Linked DNA regions of Mus musculus: region 1 is linked to region 2. The links are chromatin contacts, called in public Hi-C maps. All regions are on one chromosome and are shown on one strand. The core of a region is the stretch at or near the end of the contact, and the rest is flanking DNA. Distances in the headings are between cores, read along the strand shown.

Region 1 (5,585 bases), core at 146-2,645, 1.2 Mb after region 2:
TGATTTCTCACTTAAGTGTGTTTTCAAGATTTGATACGGATCCTAAGTTCTGAGAATTTTGTGCAAAAAAGGCCAAAGTAATGGTGCCAGTTCAAAGAATATGCCACATCATACCATGCAGTCTATCTACCAAATGAAGTTAGTTCATACTTCTTTTTTTCTTTTACAAAGCACTTAAAATAGAAGAAAACATCTGTGCACATTGTATTTGATTCTTATGCCTACAAATCACAGATCTAATTCCTCAAATGTATTTATGGTGATCCTTGTTAGGGGCTAAGGGAAATCAACAGGAAAAGACTGACAGCAAAAGTACAACCCAAAATAGACACACATCTCCTACGGTAACTGCATATTGCGTCTTTCTATGGCTTCAAACTCATCCTCTCCCTCCACTTGCAATACACTACAGTAATTCACCACGTAGACCACAACAAGCAGATGCTATCCCATGCTGGCGAAGAGAAAACACTTCTAAAACTTTTTCTTATAAACACAGAACATGTGGTGCACTGCCCTGCTTCGCTCCTAAAATTTTACAGACCAAAAAAAAAAAAATTTTTTTTTTAAACCTACATTCTAAAGCACCTGGGAAACAGCAAGTGTTCAAGGTAACAAACCACCTTAGGGTCCCGCTATTACCTCCTGCTGCTCTGGAACGCACCGCCCCTCCCCGCCAAAGTCCCTGTCTGCAAACCTTCTGCACACACCTGACTGCAAGGGGGGTGGGGGGCGGCGAACGAGGTGAGTGGATGGGGAAGACCTCGGCATCGAGGTTCGCTTACTTTCGTGCCTGGTCCTGCAGTGAATGAACGGAGGCTGAGAGAGAAGGCGGACGAGGGTGGGTGGGGAGTCGGCGCACAGTCGGTCTGGTACAACCCGCAGAAGACTGACTGCCCGGCTCATCTCCCAACACTCCGGCTGCTTAAACGCAGGGGCGCGCGCATGCGCGTGCAAGCACAAGAGCGCACTCGGACTCGCGCGTGCGCACGGCGCTCTCGCACAGCCCCGCCATCTTCCCTTCTCCTTAGAAGCCACCAGAGGCCGAACCGGAAGAGGGCGGAGCAAGTGAGGGGAAAAAAAAAGCCTTTAACATTTGTTCCCAATCAACCGTAGGGAAGAACGGTCAGGACGACCCGAGAGATCCCCCCACAAAGTACTAAGCCACGGCCGGGACAAGCCAGCCTCGGCTCTGGACAGGCAGAGCCTACCCACCCAACCTCCCCTCTCCGCCTCCAGTCCGGGCCGGTAGCCCCTCGGAAAACACGCGAGAGTGTGCGAGCGGCAGAGCAAAACCTTGAGAGGGGGGCGAGGAGAGAAGCCCCGCCCCCTCCCCGTTCTCCAATCAACGGCCAGCCGTTTACCGGGGGTGGGGCCTTCGGGAACCAGCAGAGGGAAGTCTCGCGAGGCTTGTCGCTCAGCGGCTGCGGGTCGCGGAGGTTCTGGTCCGCCCGGGATGGGGCCGAGACGAGTGGGTTTCCCGTACGTCCCGCCGCTGTGTGAGCAGGACTGTGCGTCCGCTCGCTGAGCAGGCGCAGCGAGGGCGCGGAGACCACTCCGTGGGCACTCCACCTCGCGGGTGGTCGTCGCCCCAGGGGGACTGAAGCGCAGTGGAATAACTACACGCGTGGGCGAGCCTCTGAGCCGGGCTTCCTCTCTCCGTGCTCTCCCTGAGGTCCTGCCGGGAACTGAGGTACGGAAAGTTCCCTGAAAACCCTGGGCCTGCACGCCGCGGGACACCCCTTCCGGGTTCCCCTTCCTGCCACTCGGGAGCTCCGTGGGCGGTGGCCTGAGGGACTTGTCACTGTTGAGTTTACCTCAGCACACTTGACCGCGTTTGCGCCTGGGACTTAGCCACGGTCCTGAGGGAGCTGCTGGGATCGTTTGAGTCCCTCAGCGGCCTTCCAAATTCGGTTTCAAGTTGAAAAACTGGTTTTCTCCAGACAAATGTTTCAGAAGCTCCAAGTGTGTGCATTCCACCATTTTCAAGAACAGTGCAGTTCTCTGCTTTCAGAGTGATGTGTGTGGACAGGATGCTTATTGGTGTGTGTGGTCTGCACGCATTCTTTCTTTATCCCATTCTAAGGTTTTCTTTGAAAGACACATGCTTTTTATATTGCTACCAGCATCTGTGTCTGCTCCTCAAGAGTGAGGACTCTCTTTTCTTCCCGTCCTCCTTTCCAGAACACGGACCTCAGAACTGCCTACGTTCTGTATTCCACTCACACTGCACCAGGTTTTTTTGCTTCTTTCACTGTGACTGTTACAGTTGCCCTTCCTCCACCCCAAACCGGTGTCCCCGCCTCAGCCTTCCATACTTACTGTGACATGTATTCGCCTGAAACTTTTTCAAGTTCTAATTTAAGCATATCGATTCATCAGGGTTTTTTACCATCCTATCTCATCATATTTTACCTTTTCAGTGTCATCTTATTGCCACCCCTAATTCCTTTCCAAACACTGTGCCATGTGAGTCCATATAGTCTGCTAGAATGCTTGCTTTTCCTTCTGTCTTATCATCTATCAAAACCCAATTCATAGATGATTCTTTTTAGACTCCCTCCGGTGACATTGACAGTACAATGAACTCGGATAGCTCTTGACATAGTTTTGCAGTATTCATTAGGATGTATTATTTGTTCAATTACCTGTCTCTCCTGCCAGCTTGAACTTGAGTCTGGAATCATGTCTTATTCATGTTTAAAACAAATGCTATCTCAGTGTTGGCACAGAGCAAGCAATATATATATATATATATATATACACATACACGCACATATATATATTTATTTATAATGTCATTCTAAAGAATTTGATATAAAAATTCTGTCTCTTAGAAGTCAGAATATTAGAACCTAAAGGAACTTTTTTTAGGGTAAAAGCCTTTACTTACCTGCTTTGAACATGAGCAGTCATGTACTCCTAACACTTATGTAATTGTACTTTTGTTGTTAGTGGTTGGAGATTGTATATAATATCAAAAGCACATGCATGCACACACCCTATGTATTCAAATGACTCTATGTTAGTATCATGTTTGACAACTAGGATTTTATGTGATGCAAATGTTTTTGATAGTGCTCAGCATAAGAAAAATTTTACCGACTCTTGGCCATATGTTAGAAATAACTGGTTTGGGTTAGGTTAGTCCTTTTTTGGATTGTTAATTTGAACACACACACAGCATAGCCACGATTTTAAGGAGCATATAAATTGGTCTTCATTCAATGTGCTCTTTCTCTCAAATTGTGTTCCTTTCAACTTTAAGAACTGCTTTTCAGCCAGGCGGTGGTGGCACATGCCTTTAATCCCAGCACTTGGGAGACAGAGGCAGGTAGATTTCTGGGTTCGAGGACAGCCTGGTCTACAGAGTGAGTTCCAGGACAGCCAGGGCTACACAGAGAAACCCTGTCTCAAAAAACAAAAACAAAACAAAACACAAACAAAAAAAGAACTGCTTTTCTTCCTCAAGCTCCAAGTACATTAATTTTCAGGAAGAATAGAAACTTTCTGTAATTTCAAATAGTTTATATGTCTTTACAAGATACTCATTTTTATGTGTTCTTTATATACATTCTTTATGTTTGTTTATGAGTTGTTGTTGGAATCTGTACGTAGACTTGACTGTCCTAGAACTCACTTGATAGACCAGGCTGGCCTTAAGTTCACAGATAATCACCTGGCTCTGCCTCCCTAGTGCTGAGATTAAAAGTATGTACCACCATATTTGACTATATACATTCTTGATCTCTTAAAGTATTTCTCTGAATGACTTGAAACACATTTTTATTTTGCTATTTTCATGTGCCAGTTAATATATTACCTTTGTATTTACAAACACTAGAGGTACCCACCCGAGCAGTAACAATTTAAACTCCTGACATTTAAAAATACAGCTGTCATATGTCACCATTTTTTTTAAATCTCCAGAAATTGGGTAATTAGTAGATTTGTTTATGAAAGAAACAAGAGTTACTTGAATTTTTTCGGATTTTTCCTTAACTAAAGCTAAAAAGTAACCAGCTGGCAGTTGCTGCTGTGGGTGGGTGGTGGTTTCTCTAAGGAGCAGCAGAATGTTCTGGACCATCTGTAAGACTCTGACTGCAGATGTCTTAGTGGTCGAGTGGGTGAAAATGTGGCTAAAGCAGGAAGCAAAAGAAGAAAGGAAACTTGTTTCTTAAAGGTGTACCTTTGTAATTTGAGCCTACCTGTTTAAAATAATTTAAGTGTATTATGGCTAGTTAAGACAAGCACTGAGAAAATAAGCAAATACATTGAAAATATTCCTTTTTTAAATTGGAGTCATTTTTTTTAGTGTGTAACAGAATGTGTTAAACAGTATCCCACTTTATTTACTGGTCAAAAGGGAAGAGAAGCATCTTTCAAAAAGGATGGCAAAACAGATTCACATTATAAAACATTTTAAGCTTTTCTGAGGTTTACAAACAGGAAATGAGTATATAGATTTTCAGAAGCTGTGTCACTGTTTTTCTGAAATGTTAATTAGGTGTTGAGTTTTCTGTTTATAATTCCTTCTGTGTGGATGAGAGTTTTTAAATCTAAAACATAAAATGTAGTTCATTTAATTAGTTTTTGTGCAGCCTAGAGAACATGTTCTTAAAAGCTCACCATAACTCACTGCTAATTAAGACTAGTTAATTTTTATGTATACTTAAAACAATTGCTAAATTTTTATAGTTATGAAAATTATTTAAAAATTTGTTGTTTAAAATTGTTTATATACATTTCGATATGACTTAAAATAAAAAAATTAAATCTTTTAGAAACTCCACTTTGTAGAATCAGGGAATTTGTTCTTTCTGTGAGACAGTTTTTACATAGGAAGAAGCAAATAAGGTCCTTGGATCCAGCTTGGCTGAAGAGTTCCAGTCCTTGCATGAAGCTGGCTGTCATTCAGCTACTTTATTTGGAATTTTTGAGTATATTTTTTTCAATGGAAAAAAAGGAGTTAACACTTGTTCTTTGTCTAAATGGCAAAATAAGGTGGTGTTCTTCAGGTCCAGAGAGCTACCATTTTGAATTAACTAAAATTATTGGGCCTGCACTTTCCACCAACCCTCACAGCCTGAGTTTGATCCCAAGCTCACATGTTTGGTGGAGAGAGCCTGTTCCAAGTTGTCCTCCACACATGTGCCATGGCAACCCAACTAGAATAGAAAAGTAAATATATTATTATTACCTAGCAGTTTGAGTATGGTTGTGATGGATATCATCACTGTTGTAGTTGTTTCTTTAATGATAGTAAACATTTTTCTATGTGCTTTTTATTTTATTTATTTGCCATTTATATATCTTTTAGGATAAATATTAAAGCCTTCTGGCCATTTTTAAAAATTCGACTTATTCTTCCTCCTCTGATAGTTTTTTTCCTAAACAAGTACTTCATCAGATGTGGATTAGGAATGGCTCCCCCTAGCAAGTGTGTCTTCTCCCACTGTCTTAACTGTCTGACAGTCTGTTTATTATCTTGATGAAACCTTGTTTATCAGTGGTTTATAGAGTTCTTATGTTTCATGCTTTTGGTATCATGCCTAAAAAAAGATCTTTAATATCTTCAGATTATA
Region 2 (5,991 bases), core at 2,365-4,864:
GAGAGCAATACCCTGTTTAGGATTCTCTGAGGCTGATTGACTTCTGTGATCTTGGACAGGAGAGGTGTAGGTTGGAAGCCTAATTAGTCCAGGCTGTTTTTAGCTCTCATGAGAGCCATTTCTGGATCACCTCTGTGCCAGGCCTAACACACGCCCTGTGACTGACTACTCGGTAAGTAAGCTTTCTGGAATGTACACACAGACCAGCTATGTTCCACCAACCCAAAGGCTAACATGTCACTATGTCACTAGGCAGCATCAAGGCCTGCAGCAGAGATTGCTCCTTTCTTGTAACCAACCTGCCTGCCTGAGCCCTCCATTTGGGCTTTGGGGTCACTGGACCGTTCTGTTTGTTCTTCCCAGCACATGGACTAAATCTCCTCACTGTTTGTCCCTATTGCTCCCTCTGACTGATGTGTTGTAGAGGTTCTACTATGTGGAAGATGGCACAGCCCGGGGTGTTGGGTTTATAAATGCTAAGTGGAGATTTTTCTGGATTCTAGCCAAGGACAAAAGTCAGAAGTGGTCACTTTGTACCTTTTCCCCCTACAACTGTCTGACTCAGTTTTTATCTCCTGCTCTTGTCACGCTTTTGGTCTGTCTGTTCCCTCTCTATCTGAGGTTACACAAAGCACCCAGGAACCACTTTGCAAGAAGGACATGTTCTGGACTGGTGGCTCTGCCTTCCTCTGAACCCTTTACTCTGCCTCAGACCCTTGCTGACTCTGAGCTATCTCACTCCTCTTCTGTGAGCCATCTCATTCTTCTCTGTGTGGAAGCACCAAGATCACCGTTCTACACCCGAGGTCAGCCTAGCTTCTAGAAGTCCCAGACACAGAGCACCCCTAGGTGAGGGCAATAGCTGCAGGGATGGCTGAGAGCTCACATCATGGTGGCAGGGATGGCTGAGAACTCACATCACAGAGGCAGGGACAGCTGAGAGCTTACATCATGGTGGCAGGGATGGCTGAGAGCTCACATCACGGAGGCAGGGATGGCTGAGAGCTCTCTTCTTGATCCATAAGTAGGAGGTAGAGACAGGCACACTGGGAATGGTATGAGTCTTTTGAGACCTCAAAGCCTGCCCCTAAGAGTGATACCCAGTCCTTCAACAATGATGCCATACTTCCTAATCCTTTCAAACAGTTGCACTAATTGGGGACCAAGTAACTATCTGAGTCTATGGGGCCATTCTCATTCAAACCACCACACCTAGCATCCTCTTGGCTCTCAGATTAAACCTCATCATACTGTTATAATTTTAAATTGCATTTTGTGTGTGTGTGTGTGTGTGCGTGTGCGTGTGCTTGGTTAGGGTTAGGGTTAGGGTTAGGGTTAGGGTTAGGGTTAGATGTGCCTAGGCTAGATGTGGAGATTAGAGGATAATTTGTGAGAGTCAGGTCTCTCTCCAGGGAACCCAGTCATCAGGCTTGGAAACAGGCCTTCCTTTATCTGGTGAGTCATCTTCCACTTTGAATATATTAACGCAGACCACATCAGATAGCATATGAAACCTATCATGGTCTCCCTGTTTTGCTATAGCCCATCTACCCGACTTCCCCACAATTTTGTTTGGTTAATGTATTGATTTATTACTATCTTTTGTTTCATGGCTATAAAAGTTCACTTTGGCTCAGAATATACTATCTTTCATTTATTTGGAACTGTACTTTTAGTCACACTAGACTTATAAAGTCTGATGAAGAATTCTAAGATAAAAATGCAATCGTGTAGCTAAGTCATAATGTCAGCATTCTTTTAAAAGAGTTTGAAATGACACATGCGTGTGTGTGTGTGTGAGAGAGAGGGAGAGAGAGAGAGAGAGAGAGAGAGAGAGAGAGAGAGAGAGAGAGAGAGAGAGAGAGAGAGAGAGAGAGAGAGAACTGACTACAGCTACCAGCAGAGGCCAGCAGAGGGTTAGAGGGTTATTCTCTTGGAGCTGGAGTTGATAGCAGCTGTGAGCCCTGTGAATGGGGCATGGCTGCTGGGAACCAAACTCTAGTTCTCCACAGGAGGAGGGCACACTTTTAGTAGGTGTGCCGGCTGCCTTTCCAGTCCCAGCTGTCAACAGCTTACTCTGTTGTTTTTAACCTGAATGATAAAGCTGAGTCCACTTCCTGTCTCTTCTCCTTCTTTCTCTTCTTCCTCTTCCCCAGAGTCAACACTGTATTGAGCTTGTTTATATTTCTTCTAACCCATAGCTTACAAGTCAATAATAAGTAGTTGTATTTTATGTACCTGGAAGTAGCATTATGCGTACCTGCCCTTCACTGCCCTAGCTACTTAACAGTTGCTGTGTGTAAGTCTGGTTCAGTTGCTTCAGTGACAATATTGCCTCCTCGAACATTCTACGCTGTGCTCATATGTTGCCCGTCAGTGGCAAATGAAGCTGCTTTTATTATTTATTTCTCCATATCTATTCAAAATATAATAAGCTAGTACTGGGGCTTAGATCTGGAAGGAGCTAAGTTGACACAACGTTTTGAAATGTCTTCGCATTCCCTACTTTTCTCTTAAATGTTTAACCTTGGCATGATCACATACCAGACACAGGAAGCCTGAGTGCAGACGACCAAGTGAAAGAGAGCATTTCAACATGGCTTCTCTCGGGCTCTCCACTCCTTCCCGCGCCGTTAGGTCAAGAGAAGCATCATCAGGTTCATCACTATTTCCAGGTGCTAGGAAAATTTTAAATGTTGCATTGAAATATGCATTTTTATAATACTTTCTTGGGCCCACATCACAAAATGTCAGCATAATAGAGATGTTTTAACAGCCCAGAAGTAGTGTTTTTCTCGCACACACAAGGCCCTGGGTTCAACCACTAAGAAAATAAAACCAACCAAAAAACAAGCACAGTGCTTGACTCTTTCCGTCCTTTGGATTTTGTTGTTTAACGCTGGTGTCGTTCCACCATTGCTGATTCTCATGGTGGAACAGCCCACTATCAACTCTCCTGTGCTTAAACGAATGTTCTCTACTCTGCAGAAAGCAAGTCTCAGGTGCAGAGAGGCACATCTGTATGTGTACATGTGCATACACACACACACACACACACACACACACACACTCTCTCTCTCTCTCTCTCACATACACACTCGTTCATACAGGCTCACATTCACACATACACACTCACATACACACACACTCATACAGTCACACATGCACACACACAGTCCCATATATACTCATACACACTCATGCACACTCACATAGACACACACCTCACATACACATACACTCACACAGTTATGCAGTCACACACACACTCACATATATACTCATACCACTCATACACACACAGTCACATACACACACTTACACTCACATACACATACACTCACACATATTCTCACACACAAACACACTCACATACTCTCGAGCATTCACACACTACTTGTCTGTATTGCTGCTCCAACAGGGATGGGAATGAGTCACAGTGATTGATTGGTTTATGGTGGTGATGAGTCACTAGGACCAAACATTCTTCAAAGCTCTTGGCTGATGAGAGATGACATTTTGGAAAATGGGAAGAAGACCATGGTGTCTTACTGTCTCCCCATGGAAGGTGTTTACCAGCTGCCTGGAGGGCTATTTTTATCCCTGCACATCCTGCTCATGAGGCTTCACACACCCACTCGCATGCCACCCCCACGACATGCAGATTCCTGTTATTCATCCTTCAAGTCCACACCAGGAAGCTTTTACTCAAGCATGACTGTGCAGGCTGTCACTGAGCACAGCGCTAGCTTCCATCCTCGGCGCTGCGGTCTCACACTTGGTGATTGATGTGTGCTAGGCACCAGGATTAGTGCTTTCATTTCTTGTTTTCTTTAATCCTCTAGACACCACCCAGGGCAGTGAGTGAGCTCACTGTGCGCTTAGACAGACAGAAAAGGACTCACAAGCCTCCTCATCCTCTCTACTCTGAGGTTCAGTGGGTCCAGATGGCCTCCAAGTATGGCCGAGTGGACCATGCAGGTAACCAGGCCCTGCATGATGCACCCACTCTCCTTGGTATGTTTTGTTTTGGGGTGTGTGTGTGTGTGTGTGTGTGTGTGTGTGTGTGTGTTGTTTGTTTGGATGATAGAGTCTCATTCTGTAAGCCATGCTGGCCTTGACTGGAGATCCTCCTGTCTTGGCCTCCCTACTACTGGAGTGACAGGTGTGGGCCACTAAGCCTCGATTGTCATGTTCAAACTCCTCCACTGTCCCCACACTCTCTTGCTTCCTGCCTTGCTGTCATGGTAACAGAGTGGTTACAGGTAAAGTTGACACCAGAGCAAAGACGTGGAGAGACAGACAGGTTCTAGAGATGCAGGTACCTCATGTTATGAGCAGTCCTTTAGTCTGGGAGCAAGAACTTGGTGACCTCTGGGCACTCCTCTGTGGTTTGTCAGAGTTTTAGAGGAACAGGGCAGGGAGAATGCATACACACACTGTGACTGTGTAAACATATATACACATACTTACATCCATGAGAATTCACCAGATTGACTGACTTGATAGGGCTGGATAGCCCAATGGCTGTCTCTACACTGCAGAGGCTAAGGACCCTAAGCTGGAGGCTTCAGCAGTACTCACCTGCTGTGGAGGGACTAGAAGTTTCCTGGAAGCTGCTTGTCTTTGACTTGTGTTGAAATGCTGAAGAAATGGGTCTGATGTCAGCAGAGGAGACACACTCTGGAGACCAGGTGGGCAGCCCACTGCATCTTGCTTCTGGCTAACAAGCGGTTCTCCTGTGGTAGCTACTGGATACTCTTGGCTCAACTTTTTCATCTGCAAAGTTAGAAAAATATGTTTTCTTAAATCATTGTGAAGACAAAAACATCCATATGGTGTGCTGAATATGCTAGAGGCAAATGCCCCCTCCCCCACTCTCTCATGTCCACCAACCCCCCTACTTGCTTATGCCCACCAAATGTCCCCTCCCCCACTCTCTCATGTCCACTAACATATTGTATCTCTTCCCATTTGTCTCTTTGAAAACACTTGAAGAGGCCAGTTAACTAAAATTTTTAAGCATTTAACTTTGTCATTTATTGGTGATATTTAAATACCCAGAGAATAACATGCACCTTGCAGCTAAGCCAGAGAAATAAATCAAGGCTGGTATGTACAAACCCCATGTAAATTCTCTGTGGGACAGGAGAGTTTTCGTTCACCACGGCTCTCAGGTCACAACCTTAGACCAACGTGGGGTTTATCACTCACGCTTCCCACAGATGGCTCTTATACAATCCCAAGACATACTTCCCTCCAAATTATTACATTGGCATAGCAGAAGATGAACTCAAGTCTGTAGGATCTCAATGGAAAGAACAAATCTCAGAGCCATGGGCTCTGTGTGTTTGGGAACTTGAGAGAACTTTGCTGGTATACAGGGCTCTTGTAGCCAGAATCTAACTCTGGCCTGGAAGAAGAGCATCCAGGCTTGCGACAGACCTTGCCTCTCAGTTTCTTACCTGCACCCTGACATCGAGTCATCAGGGTGTGCCAGCAATCATCTGTCAGACTTTCCTTGGAAGGCCCCTTTTGCAATGTCAGGCCTTGACCAGTGTTAAGTTCTGCCTTGACAGCTGGGAAACCTGGGGGAGCTCCGACTGGCCTAGCTGCAATCCCCCAGCACCCACCCTCCTGCTCTCACACAGAGCCCCCAGCTCCAGCAGACCTCTTCACTGAAAGGACCAGACCTAGCACATGCCTGTCTCTCAGGAGTTACTTAAGCAGAGCAGTCACATACATGGGTAAAGACTGGGCTCAGCTCCCCTTCTCCATACCACGAAGCCGGTCCTCCACAGTTCCCTGTTCCTGAGTCAAGCAGCCATATGGACCCCATAGAGGTGTGATGCATCCTTCCTCCTTGGGCTGTGGGTCCATATGGTAAATTGAGGCTGATCTCATCTGTCTAGCATTCACTTTTCCATGTTCATAAGCCCTCCCCTACAGGGAGGCTATGACCCTTGCACCTGTAGGGAGAGCAGGAGGAGC

The links. A called contact is a pair of places that touch in the nucleus more often than the background predicts.
Region 1: a Hi-C map of cortical neurons shows a contact between it and region 2, with 2.1 times the contacts expected there. The contact joins the promoter of Fgfr1op2 here to the enhancer-like site in region 2. A contact is called at or near these places in 2 of 39 promoter capture datasets (the 3T3-L1 cell line and pre-B cells), 2 of 484 Hi-C or Micro-C datasets (B cells and cortical neurons) and 1 of 115 datasets of contacts at active chromatin or transcription factors (astrocytes).

Annotation. Positions count from the first base shown.
Region 1 is chr6:146,576,516-146,582,100 of GRCm38.p6, forward strand. Fgfr1op2 (FGFR1 oncogene partner 2) reads left to right here and starts at 1,396. Exons shown (of 7, transcript NM_026218.2): 1 at 1,396-1,693. Ints13 (integrator complex subunit 13) reads right to left here and starts at 1,320. Exons shown (of 18, transcript NM_138757.2): 1 at 786-1,320.
Region 2 is chr6:145,370,332-145,376,322 of GRCm38.p6, forward strand. It overlaps LOC105247329 (a long non-coding RNA gene), which reads right to left. Exons shown (of 4, transcript XR_001785414.2): 3 at 4,585-4,779. Among named protein-coding and RNA genes, the nearest start is that of Gm38926, 25 kb to the left of the region's middle. Within about 2 kb of position 3,615, at least 93 of the 459 cell types and tissues checked have an H3K27ac peak or open chromatin away from gene starts, as enhancers often do. A contact at or near this core is called in B cells and cortical neurons, where this site is marked.